Linked DNA regions of Rattus norvegicus: region 1 is linked to region 2. Evidence: chromatin contacts called from public Hi-C data. All regions are on one chromosome and are shown on one strand. Each heading gives the region's core, a stretch centred on a gene start, on an enhancer-like site or on the middle of the called end of the contact. The rest is flanking DNA. Distances are from core to core; before and after follow the strand shown. Region 1 has its middle 99 kb from the start of Serp2. Region 2 holds the start of Serp2 (stress-associated endoplasmic reticulum protein family member 2).

What was found. A called contact is a pair of places that touch in the nucleus more often than the background predicts.
Region 1: a contact with region 2 is called in a Hi-C map of prefrontal cortex, with 1.9 times the contacts expected there. The contact joins the enhancer-like site here to the promoter of Serp2 in region 2. A contact is called at or near these places in 2 of 12 Hi-C or Micro-C datasets (frontal cortex and prefrontal cortex).

Annotation. Positions count from the first base shown.
Region 1 is chr15:58,408,607-58,415,787 of GRCr8, forward strand. No RefSeq gene overlaps it. Among named protein-coding and RNA genes, the nearest start is that of Serp2, 99 kb to the left of the region's middle. Within about 2 kb of position 2,910, at least 10 of the 93 cell types and tissues checked have an H3K27ac peak or open chromatin away from gene starts, as enhancers often do. A contact at or near this core is called in prefrontal cortex, where this site is marked.
Region 2 is chr15:58,310,056-58,316,390 of GRCr8, forward strand. Serp2 (stress-associated endoplasmic reticulum protein family member 2) reads right to left here and starts at 3,169. Exons shown (of 3, transcript NM_001394792.1): 1 at 2,902-3,169. The coding sequence starts at 2,985. It overlaps LOC120097114 (a long non-coding RNA gene), which reads left to right and starts at 3,395. Exons shown (of 2, transcript XR_005494361.2): 1 at 3,395-3,505; 2 at 3,633-3,974.

The DNA.
Region 1 (7,181 bases), core at 1,660-4,159, 98 kb after region 2:
AGTGGAGCCAAATACCTTTACACATTTCTTCTTGCTGTTATCCTCCAAGGTAAAGGTTGTGATTTACTTCTTTTTTTCATGGTAAAAACTCTTTTGTGGGATAGAATCCCAACAGTTATGTGAATGTAGGCTTTACAGTCTTGTAAATGGATGAATAACTGAAAGAAAAACGATGTTACGATTTCACTTTCCCGATTGACGTGGGAAGCATTGGCAGGAGGATGGGGTTGGGGGCAGTGTTTAATTCTTCCAAGCTTAGAGGAAGAGATTAAGAAACGTAAGCTGAGAGATCTGAAGAAAACCTATTTTTAGCAGAATTTTATTACTGGGAGTTCATGATAGAACAGGAAAGGCAGGCACTTGAGTTTCCTCCTAAAGAGAGTTTCCTGCTGCTGACATTTCCATCCCTTATTTTGAGGAGTGTGTAGGCGGCCAGGACCCTCCCTTCTGTCCCCCCCCCCCCCCATTGCAGTGCAGGTCATGCTTGCCAGTGTCTCTGACTGCTCTCAGGGAATGGATTGAAATGAAAATGGGGTTCACTTGGAAGCACTGAGTGGACACTTGCAGCTGCTCTGGAGAACTGGCTCTTCTCAGAGCAGGAGGTGAGGCAGATACAAGCCCGGCTTCAGGACTCCAGAGTCCTTTGATGGAGCAGCCTTCTGAGCCTGGACATGTCGCAGGCCAGGCAGAATGGAGCTAGTGGCTAGGTTTACCCATCTGTTCCTAAGACTGAATCCTACCTGGCAGGTATAAGAGCTGTGAGCAATGTCTCAGAGGAGAAAGTTGTTTTTATTAGGCTGGGTTTCAAACAAGCAATGATGTTTGTCATTTGAAAAGCATTTTCATAAGCCAGGTTTACTCTTCCCATTGGCTGCACACATAGGTGAAGGAAGGAACCACTCACTGGGAATTCAGTCTGTCTGCCCTGAGCTGCTTCCTCTAGCCCTGGTTTCTTTGTCTAGGAAAAAGGGCACTCGCTGTGATCTTCGCCATCTTTAAAGAGCTGATGCTACCACCTCTCCCTTCCACTTTCCCATGAGCTCTTCAGCTGGTACCAGGACTGCACAGAGGGGACTACAGGGCTTGGAAAAGCCAGGCTCTCCCTGGGTATCCGAGGGAGATGGGATATGGTGCATGCACACGCATGTGTCCATGTATGTGCCTGTTTGGGTGTATGTCAGTTTGGGTAGCTGTTAGATGGTGGCATGTTCAGTCCTTCTCCATAAGAGGTACAGTGCATTTCAACGTGTCACTCACAGGGAAGACTTCAAGTGAGCATGACAGGCTCTATCCACAATATCAGCTAACTTTGGGTGGCCCTTATCAGTCACAAGAACCACAGCTTAGCATTTGTAGAACAGATAAGGGGGGAGCTGGCATGGGAAGAAGCAGGGCCCACCAAAGGGCATGCTGGATGGTTCGATCCTGCCATAACAGACCTGCACCTTAAAGAAATGACCTTAAAGGCCTGTTCAGCTCTCCTCCACTGAAGCGAGTCAGTCAGGCACCCCATTAAAATCTCACCCTTGTGTAGCTTTGTGCCCATGCCTGGAACAGAAAGTATATGAAATTGTACAACAGAGGGGGGGGGGAAGTGGCCATCAAATCCTAGAGGCAATTTTTCCCAGGCTTAAGCAGGGATTTAGCAAATCTACAAAACACAGAACCCAAACAATTCAGAAAGAATCCATTGACTATGCCCATGTTCATAGCATCTTTACTTATAATAACCCAAATATGGAAGGAACTACAGTATTTGGCAGAGAGCAAGGGTGGGAGAAGTGTGTGACGTATACAGTTAATGGAATAATCTTCAGCTTTCATAAGGCAGGCAATTCTGCCCCTTACAACATGGACGGACTGTGAGGACTTATACTTAGTGGGATGAGTCAAGTCACAGAAAAGTGATGACTGTATAGATCCTCTCATGTAGGGATAGGAGGGGCCCTTAGCACAGACGACTCTGAAACACAAAGCAGAAAGAAAAGCCTGAGGGAGGGGGCCACAGAGAGTCCGTCCGTCTGAAGGGAGCTCAGCATTCAGGCTCTGCCACAGTGGTTCTAACCTTCTTATCGCCACGACCCGATCCGTAAGTCCAGTTCCTCATGTTGCGATGACCCCCAACCATAGAATCATTTCGTTGCCTCTTCATAATGATCATTTTGCTACTATTTTGTGTCATAGTGTAAGTATCTGGTATGCAGAATATTTGAAATGCAAGCCCCCAAGGGGGTTTGCGACCCACAGGTTGAGAACTACCGCTCTACAAGATGACAAGCTCTAGAGAGCAGCTGTAGACCGGTGTGCATACACTTTGTGTTATTGCTCATGCAAAAGTGACTGAGACATATCTCTATATATGTACACATATGTAAATAAAATAACTCAAGACAGGCCAGTTCTAAAACGACTCACTAATGAATGGCTTTTCTTACCTAGTATCTCAAGGTTCCTGGGGACTGCCAAGTGTGGCCACCAGAGCAAGGCTTGGGGGAGGCTTGCTGGGAGCAGAGGTAGGTCATCTACTGACCCTGGGCTTCCTATGAATTCCTCCATCATGATGCATAGAGGGACGTTTACAATAACAGTGCCTTCTTCTATGTAGTTAATCCTGGTGGTCTAGGAGCTGCATTTCTTCAAGGTTTCTGGCAGTGACTGGCTTGACCCTCCTTCAGAACAAACCATAAGAAGTTGGACAGATAGGAGGATGCCACCAGGGACCCATTAGCTCTCTGCAGAGTGTTGTAATGTTATAGTAGATCCTCCTTCACAATAGGAACAAAATCATAGGTTTTATTTAACAGAAGAAGCAGATGATCAACTTAGCAGTACTACAAGGCACAATCACAGCACCCACTCTTGTGATCGTATTCACACCGGGGAAGGGCTAATGACATCACGAAGCTTGGCACGCATGGAGGCGGTGCAGCAAATTAAATTGAGGAAAGTAGTGGGAGAATTGAGTCACTTCACGTACAGGGTAGCGTAGGCAAGACACTCAGAAAAGACAGTGTTGTACGCAACAGTATGGTCCGAGTCAGTTTCAGCAAGAAGACATACAGGGAGTTATTCACCACATGCAGCTTTATGAGCTTTGAACTATTTCCATAGACTCAATCTCTCTCTCTCTCTCTCTCTCTCTCTCTCTCTCTCTCTCTCTCTCTCTCTCTCTCTCTCTGTGTGTGTGTGTTTGTGTGTGTGTGTGTGTGTGATGTTCCGCAAGTTGGACCCGAGCCATCAGCATGGAGAGGACATACCTACATTTGTGCTGGTATGTTTGTTGAGTTTGTTAAAGATCTCCCTAGATGAGACCACCGTATGGTCTACCTGTGAGCAGACCTGGAGATCTTCAACTCCGACTACATGGGACAAGTATCGGGAATTATCAGCAATGACTAAACTTGCACTGAGGATTTTCCACCTTTGGCGTTCAACATATTCATAGAAATCTGTAAATGGGAAAAATAGTTTGTTGCTTATATTTATGGAATCTTTGTCAGGCCAGCTGCTGGTCCTCTTCTCCCACGTGTGTCCGACCCTCTCCTGTTCTGCACATCCCTCTTGTACCATGTAATCAGCTCTAGGTGTGGCCGTTTCTTTTGTTAAGGAGGCTTGCCTCAAGTATGGAGACTAATACATGTGATATCAGCAAATGCTTTATATTATCCTATACTGCTCAAGTAGCATCTCAGTCTGCTTTCTGTTAGTACGATAAAGTTTATGACCAAAAGCAAGTTGGGGAGGAGAATATTTATTTGGCTTACATGTACTGATCACAGTGCATTATTGAGGAAAGTCAGGGAAGGAACCTGTAGGCAGGCACCGAAGAAAAGACCATGTAGGGATACTGCTTACTGGCTTGCTCAGCCTGCTTTCTTGTCCACACCAGGACCATCTGCCCAGGGGTGGTGCTACCCACAGTGTGCTGGAGCCTCCCACATCAGTCATTAACAACAGCAGCAGCAGCAGCAACAACAACAGCAGCAATAGCAACAACAGCAACAGCAACATACCATAGACATGTCCACAGGTCAATCTGTGGAGGTAATTCCTCATTTGAGAGTCTTTCTTCCCCAGATATATTTAAGTGTGTGCTTATTGACACAAAGTAACCAGGACAAGCATGGTGACCTCAAGAATTCTTCAGTCAACTCCTGTTTTCTGTCTTTGGCTCCTAGACTTGCTTTGCATATCTGTCTGGGGTCACAGCCATCCTTTATCAGCCGTTGCAGTCCTTGCTGCACTTGTTGCCATGGAGATCTTGCCTGAGTCCAGGAGGGGGTTCTTTGGAGCTCTTTGAACAGGAACTCACTTGCTGAGGAGGAGGCATGTTGAAACCAATGACTACACAGGTCATAGACTCTTCGGGGAGAACCTCCCACTATTAATCTGCTAAATGGGTACATTATTAAACTGGCTTGTAATGACATATATATATATATTACTATACCTGTAGATTTTAGTTGCACTTCTCGGCCCTCATCAGAGAAACATTAACACAGAGTCAGCACTGAGTCGAGGTGCAGAGATTAATAGACGATGTAGTGTCTTTAAATCGCATATCACTCTCAATAATATAATAGATAATCTCCTGATCGTTATCGGCCCCTCCTGAAGCTCAGGGATCATTGTGGCAGAGGGGCAGAAACAATGTAAGAGCCAAAGGCAAGGAGTCAGGATTTTCCAGACACTGCAGGCAGTTGCGTCATCTCTCAGCAGTGATAAGATCGTGCACCTGATCTGTGTGAGCCTAAACCAGGTGGGAGGTGAGTGTGAAGGCTCGCCCCAAGTGGAGGAGCCATTGGCATAGGAGACTCAGTTTAAGGTGTGGTCTCTGGGAGGTTGACGATACTCTAGTGGATGGCCACACGTCCAAGAGTATGTAGCAGTGCTGATTGGACTTAGTGGGTTTTTGTTTGTTTGTTTCTTTAGAGATTGCAAGTTGCATGGGTAGGGAGGTAGGGTAGAACTTGGAAGACTTGGGGGAGAGGGTGAATACGATCAAAATAAATTGTATAAAATTCAAAATATTAATTTTTTTAAAACAGGAAAAGATTCCGACTTGGGAATCTTGGGAAGTCTGGGAGCCTGGACACTTCCTCGGGGAAAGCAATGGACCTTTTCAGGATATGGGAAGTGGGAACTATTTTCTGGCTGGCTCGCCATGACCTGCATCATGGAAGCAGGATGCTCTCCTGATATTTGCTCAGTTAGCAAATATCGACTTAATATTTCCAAGGATATTAACTGCTCCAAGACAATGAAAAATATATCATTTGTCCTCCATGACCTTCTGGTATCATCAGGAAAGACTCATATATCCACCTAGACTGTCTCACATAGTGTAGTGGTGAAGTCTATGGAAAAGCTCTCTGTGGGTGAAGAGGAGGCACCCAAAGCTGTCGGAAGTGGGTCCAAATCAACTCAGTCTTCTATGACCTTAGCACATGGGAGGCTGAGGCAGAAGGGTTTCTGTGAACTTCAGGCTGCCCTAGGTTACTCATGACTTTCAGGCTAATCTGGACTACAGAACGAGACCCATTCTTAAAAAACAAACAAACAAACAAACAAACAAAAAAAAACCCAACAAAAAACAACAAAAAAAACCCCCAAAACCCTAGCTAACTAAAATCCTTAGTGCACTTCCCCACAGAACACCACCATCACCACCACCACTACCACCAAACCCAAACAAAAACAAACAAACCATTCTAGGGTAGGAGGTAGGGGATAGAGATACAGTTTAGTCAGCAGTAAAGTACTTGCTATGCAACCAGGGGACCATCCTCACAACCTTTGTTAAAGCTAGTTATTGTGTATTGTTGTAAGCCTACGGCCCTAGACACAGAAACAGGGGTCCTCAGAAGGTATTGGATTGCTGGCCAAGCTGAATCCATGAGGTCCAGGTTCAGTGAGACTCCTTAAAAAAGACAGAGGACAATTGAGGAAAAGATCCAGTGTCGGCCTTTGGCCTCCACATGTATCCACACACACACACGTAGTACACACATGAATGTTTAAAACATTCATAACAGACACATGACTTAAAATATTTTCAGAGGGACTCCGTGGGAGGAAATATGTTTATGAGTGTTAACCCCAGGGGCCCAACTACATTCTCAATGAATAGTGGGGGAAATTCTCTTCATGCTTCTTTCAGAAGGAAGAAAGAAACCACACTGAGAAAGCAAGTGCCCTCCGCTCCTCTGAGCTAGGTCTACCCTTAGGGGAAGCTGCTTTATTGAGTAGTATAAGCAGAGGAATGGGAATTCTATAAATGAGTAGAAAAAATGCTACAGATAAAGAACACCTGGGCAGAGATGAAGATTGTTTCTGACATGAAGATAAGACTGATTTGATGATTTTTTTTTTAACATGGACTGAATGTGATGCAGGAAAGAATTGTCAAGTGTGATGAAATTCCAAGAGAAGCCTCCAGAAACAAAGAGTAAAGACTAACAAACAAGCACCCCAAACAAATGGAGTATCCAATGGGACAAGTATAACAACACAGCATAGAGAGTGAATCATACAGTCTGTGACCATGGCTAGCTTTTTTTCACTTAGCTTGGTGTCATTTCAATAGCAAACACAGAACAGGCTGGATCCTGATGTCCCCTAGCTTCAAAAGGACAGTGGAGATGCAGGACAGAAAAAGAGAGGGAGTAAACTAGCAGAGTATTTTTTTTGCGGGGGGAGGGGTCTTTGAAGAGTGAAACCCGAAAGATTAATTTTTCATTTGAAGACATGTTCTTTATGGGATCTCATTCAAAGGGCTTTCTTATGTTTTGATCAATGGACAGTCCATTGGGAATCTGATGGCTATTGTTCATGTGTTCTCTCACCATTTTCAGCCCCTGGGGTCAGTCCTGGGTGTTGCCTGTCTCTTTACGAGTCTTCTCTCTGAAGGAGTAGATATAACACTCTTCCCTCGCCCAGAAGAGTTAAAAGTAACAGAGCCATGTCTGGAACTGTATTCTCTAAGCACTGCTAAACTCACTCCTGCAGGTTCAACTACAAGGGAGCTCGTGTCCATTTTCCTGTCTTATTGGGCAGTTCCTGGGTTCTGGAATGGTCTGATCTCTTTTTCCATGTGTTTTGGTGGGAGGGGCCTCAGTGCCTGCATCAGCCAGTGTGAGCAGCCTGGGTCCTTGCCAGGCAATAGTCTCAGGGTTTCCTAG
Region 2 (6,335 bases), core at 1,919-4,418:
TTTATACCTACAGCCCAAATTATCATCTCATAGCCCGGTGTACATAATACAAAACCCTTTTGGAAGACATTCCCCAGTGAATGGAAATCAGTTGTGGACTTTCAGAGCCCTGGAGCACACGACTGATCATAACGCCAGTACATCCCCTTTAGAGAGTCTTAATTTTTCCTGGAAAGTGCCAATGGGGTGCCAGTACAGCCCACCCGAGCACCATTGTACTGCTGCAAACGACAGAGGAAAAGGTGTCTCTACAGTGATTCACCTCAAACATGAGGGCCCAACATGTGAAGGGTTGTCTTTTTCTCTGATAAAATCCTTGCAGGGCAGCCCAGAATTCTGCAACCTAAATTCCCTTACATTGTGGAGGAATTCCTACTGTCCAACCCTCCCCCTCCCACAACAACCCTTCATTTTCTGTTTCTTACATCAATCTGGGAGGAAAACATTTGTTTACCCAAAAGCCATTAGCTAATCATGAAAGACAAGCATCCGCCACATACAGTGACAGAGGCTGACTTCTGAACAGTGAGCTTGAGTTTTTTCAACTGGAACTTGCAAATCTGTTCCCATTTACTTAAGTCTACACAGGATTAGTTACTAATGTTTGGCCTCAGATGCAGACAAGGGACTGAGGTGCACATTTTACATATCAAAGCACCTTGGCCTCCAGGTCCCGAGGCATCCCTCAGTCTCTTCCTGCCCCCAACCCTGCCAGGCCAGAGGCTGGGCCTGGCTGTCCTTCTCCCAGAGGCTCTTCCTTATATCCAGACATTTTGGTGTTCTCTCTCTCTCCCTCACTTCCTCCCCTTCCCTCTCCCTCTTCCTTATCCCCTCCCTCTCCCTCTCTCCTATTTTGGTCTCCTCTCGGTCTCCCTCTCGTTTTCTTCTCTTCTGCATGCCCCCTTTCTCTCCCCCACCACCCTATGGTGACTTCAGTAGTCTCCTTCCGTGGGGCCAGTGAATTTGACCAAGAGCCGCTTCCCAGTCAACCTGTCTTTAATCTAATCTGGCTTGAATTGGCTCACTTCACTGGCGGAGAAATAACCTAGAAACTTCTATCAAAGTACAACCACATTTGACTTGTAATTAAAACAAGAAGATTCAGGATTTACAGAGAAAAAATTTGTTTTCCTTTTGGATGCTGATCCACTTACAATGTGACTAACCAAACGCCCCCTCAAAACAACTGGAAGCAGTTTATGGGGGCTTGGTTTTGAAGCCTTCCATTACAAATTTAGTCTGGTCAGTTACAGGTCCTCGTAGGCGCCACAGCATTGTTGAGGAGGGCCATCCGTGGTACAGCAGAACCTTTTAAGTGCACTTATACCATACATTAAATGGGATTTAATGTAGCTGGGAAAGTTGTGTTGGATTGCAGATGGCTGGTTACATCCACTACAGAGCCTTTTCCTGTTTTATTTTCTTATTTTGAAGCCAACAATTTTTTTTCTTTGTTTTAGGCCCTCAACATTCTCTCAAGTCTATGGAGGCCAATGGGGAAAACAGCCTTGCAGATAACTCAGTGCTTGAGTCCTTGCCCTGGCCCCCACAGAAGCTGTCAGCTGAGATCATTTTACCTCTGAACTCGGTTTCCTTCACTCATTAGGAAGAACCACGTCTACTTATTTCCACTATGTCAGCAGATGGGTCTGCCACCTTGAGAAGGAAGAAATGAACTGCTAGGAGCATAAAATAATTGCCTTTAATGTCAACTTGGGCAGTGGCGCCCCACCCCCACCCAGTAAAACCTCATGGGGGAAACAGAACCCTGCGAAAAATGTGGTTCCCATTCTATGGTGCCTTGGCATTTTGTCTCCTCTAATCTCAGCTAAATGCTCTAGTTCCCCAAAGAAGGAATTTTAAGGGTTACTTAAGCCTGGAACTGTGTATAAAGCTCTGAGTGGAGTTTGACGTCATGGCTTCTCTGCCACAATTCTGCTTGGTTTAACAAGGATTCCGGTGTGATGACTACATATCCAGCTTTTCCCTCAGTTAATCAAACCAACATAATGTCTTTGCTAAAAGGCATTGCCTCATCAAGTCTGCGTTTCCAGACAAACCCCAAGCTTCGGCTGGACTTCCCCTTAATCTTAGGGGATAATAGATTCCAGGCGCCTTTGCAAACCAGTTCTTCGAATCCGATGCAACCCACTCAAGCCTTGGATGGTTCAAAGTCACAGGCCTGACGTTTTCTGTAACAGACAACCTGGTTTCCTTAAGGAAACCTCTGCACTTACGGTACATAGCTTACTTAAGATTCCAGGGGTAAAGCTTTAATACACAGTCTGGAAGCAAAGAACCCCGGGCAATAAGATGGTCTCTACAGTTACAGCATCATAATGAGCCAGAATCTATAGGGTGAACGATAGGCAGTAACGAAGAGAAAGAGGAGGGTGGAGCGAAATGTAGCTCGGAAACTCACGCCCTACTTTAAATCCTTTCAGTATGTACATACAGGGAGAAGAGACAAAAAAAGGTGGAAAGAAAACCTTAGCATGGGGGTAGGGAGGGTCCAGGGGCGGAGTCTAGAACTGGGGATAAGTGGCATTCTATCATTCGTTCGTTCCCTCATTCATTCATTCATTCATTCATTCATTCATTCATTCACCTACTAGGCTTTTAGCCCAGTTGGTTTCATTGGCCCCTTAAGATGCAGCTTTTAGCCTTTTTCAAGGACGATGGCTCATTCTCTTCTGGAGAGGCTCCACCAACCAGAGCCCTCTCCGCCCATGAGAAAGCAGAGCAGTCTGCGCCCCCAGAGCCCGGCTGGGTCCCCCAGCCTGCGGGACCCCGGAGGAGGGGCTGGGAGGCCTGGCTCGGAGCCCGTGGCCCGCCCGCTCCGCCCCGCTCCGCCCCGCGGGTCCTGCCAGCTCGGCCCGGCCGGCGCCGCCCCCGCCTTACCAAGGTTTTGGCTACGTTTCCCCTCTGGGTGATGTTTTTGCTGTGCTTCTCGTTAGCCATCCGGATCCGCTGTTTGGCCACCATGGCTTGGGCGCTTGGAGATGCTCTCGACTCCCACCTGCAAGGATGGCCGGGATGAGCCGTAGCCGCAAGGCCCCGCGGCTTGCCCGGGCGCTGCAGGTGGCAAGGCGCGGCCGAGCCCCGCACACCCCGCTCCCCGAGCCCCAGCCAGCCGGCTCCAGAGAGAGGCCAGCGCGCGGACGGAAGTAATCTCTCATCTCAGGAAACCCTCTCCGACTTCCTCGCCATCCTTCCGGTCCCCCCAGCTACCTACCCTACGCGGCCACCGAGGCAGGAGGCGGGAAGCGGGAGGCGGGCGCTGCTACAGCGCCGCGCGCCGAGCCAAGGGCACCGTGGCCCAGGGTGTCCGGGTCCTGAGATCGAACGCTGCGGGGCATAGGGTTCGGGCGACCGGGCGTTTGTGCGTGCGTGGGGGGTGGGGACGCAGCCGCACCCAGCCTGGTGACCTCTGACTGTTTCATGACCACCTCGGGCCAGGCAGGGATTGGGGCACTGGTGCTTCAAGCTGAAGGCTAGACCCTAGGTAGTGAGCGCTGAGCCTCAGAAAGCAAATTGAGCCTGACCAGGTTTGGGTAGTACTGTTGGGAAACACCCTGAAGGAACCTGCCCTTTAGGTGTCTGAGGAAACCCCACTTTGGCACTTTCTACAGGGTTGTGCGAAGAGACCCTTTGTGACATAGGAAGAGGAGCCGGAAAGCCTCAGGGTCGAGTTGGACCAGGCCTTCTCACCTTGGTAGTGGTGGGCATCACACTAGTAGATTGACCGCGAAACAACTGAGTGGACCATAAAGGGCGAAGAGATAGTAAGCCTACGGCACAGGAAGATTTTGATGGTCACTACCCATAGCCAAAGTGTTGACCAAGCTTGAACTCCCACCACCAGCACCACCACCACCACCACTGCCTTGGGGCATCTTGGACCTTCTCAGCTACTGTGTGTGGTCTCCCAGACAAGTACTGGGATTTGCTATTCAGTAAAAGGACAAAACCAATGTTTGAATCTCCAGATGCTGACACCAAGCTGTAGCTAGTAAAGGAGGAGCTTAACTGCTCATCTTTCCATAGCAAACAGGCTCCTTGGAGCCCAGGAGGAGGAAAATCTGGGGAAGCGGGAAGAGGTGATCCAGGGTTAGGGCAACACAAAATAACACTACAGAGCGAGGAACGAGAGCTGTGTAGACCAGATATGGCTGAGACATCTCTCATCCTATCTTCCAGCATCCTCCAAACATCTGGAGGCTGTTTCAATGGGCTCTGGTATGGGCAGAATTTATGTGGTAGGAAGCTAGGAAGAGCTCTTTTGATACCATTTGTCTTAGTTTGGGTTTCTGTTGTTGGGATGAAACTCAAACAGGGCAGGAACTTGGAGTCAGGAACCTGGGGGCAGGAACCTGGAGGCAGGAGCTGATGCAGAGGCCATGGAGGGTGCTGCTGACTGGTTACTTTTTCTGGCTTGCTCAGCCTGCTTTCTCATAGACTCTAGGACCACCAGCTCAGGGACGGCACCACCCACCATGGGCTGGGCCCTTCCCCTTCATTCCATACTTAAGGGAACGCCTTACAGTTGGATCTCATAGACATTTCTCAGCTGATGAACCTTCCACTCTGAAGACGCTAGCTTGGGTCAAGTCAGACAAAACCAGCCCATACACCCTTCTATCAACTGGTTAGAAATCTTTTCACTTGAATGACCAACTACTGGCTTCATAAACATTATGAACAGCCACCAACATCACAGGACCATTTGAGACTTCTCTGGTCCCTGTTTTTAAGGACCACTGACTTTTATGTAGGGGAAGTGTTTGGGCATCTCTACCTCCTGAGAAGGGCTATTATATAAGACCCATGGGTGCTTCTGTCTGTCCCTCAGTTACTTCAGTAACTAGGCAGAGTAAGGGCCAATTCTCACTGAAGCTGACGAGAGACCAGGCTCAGGGGGACATTCAGAGTAGTGAGGTTGAAAGGCTGTTTCTACTTTGAGACTTCAAGCAGTATTCCTAGCTCCACAGAGGCAACCTTATTGAGGGAAATTTATTATTTCTTGTTCTTTGTTTTGTTTGTTAGGGAACAATCTTATGCCTTTAATTTTTACTTTATGACATTTTAAATTAGTTTTAATTAAATAGAGGACCTGTTCACAGTGAAAAGTCCAGGGAAAAACCCTCTATTCCCGCATTTTCCAAGTTGCTTTCCTAGTATTCAATTAGTCATCTATCTAGCATCTATATCTATCTATCTATCTATCTATCTATCTATCTATCTATCTATCTATCTATCTATCTATCTATGTACCTACCCACCTATCTGTCATCAGCCTGCCCATTTTTAGACTCCCTTCAAAAGTTCAAATAGAAGCAGAGTGTGGCAATGAAGATCTATTCCCACATTCCAGAGGCTGACACAGGGGAGTCTCTGTTTAAGGCCAGCCTAGGCTATATATGAAGACCCTACTTTACAAGGAAAACAAAACTACCAAGGCAAATGGAGTGATGCCTTTCTGTCACCTTGCTGTCTCCGTGCTTAATGTATCAAGAGCTCTGTTGTAACTCTATACAGTAACCCCTGTTTTACACTTGCCCCCACAATATGAATATATAGTGATATATCGGACAGTGCCATTGGTAGGTGGTTACCAACACCCTTCGTTGAACAATAATATCTTTATTGGTTGAACAACCCCCAGTAAAGCATCTCTGTGCATGTAATTTTATGCACCTTTGCAGGTATAACTATGTGATATTGGGGAGTATATCATTATTGTAACTGTACTTCCTTCCTGGCAAGCTTCTCCAACCTTGAAATCTCTATATTAACCTGAATGCCTTTTGTTTGCTAAACAGCACTCGGGTTGAAGGGGTCCTGAGTAGCTTATAGATGGAGAATGGTCACTAGAAAGACCAAAGCATGACTTGAGTTGGGACTTTTGTTCCTGTTCCAAACCCCCAGAGAAGGAAGAATGGCCACAAGTTGAGTTGATTACCAAACCAATGATGCAACCAACCACATCAGAGTAATAAAGATTTAATAGAATCCTTAAAATATTTCATTGAGCGAGTCCCTGGGTGGCCAAGCATGGTAGGCTCACAGATGGTGAAACCGGCCTGCTCCCTTACCCTGACCTTTGCTTCTCTTTCATCTGCTGCTTTGTAAACCTTTATAACATGCTCCGTGTTTTCCTGAGCTCTCTGAAATGTTCTAGGGAACTGCTTGTGTTAGTTACTCTTCTCATTGCTACAACCAAATAACCGACAGAAGCAAAGTCAGGAAGAAGGGTTTGTCTGGGCTCACAGTTAAAGAGTAAGTCATCATGGCCAGCTATCCTGGCATCAGGCGCTTGAGGAAGATGGTCACAG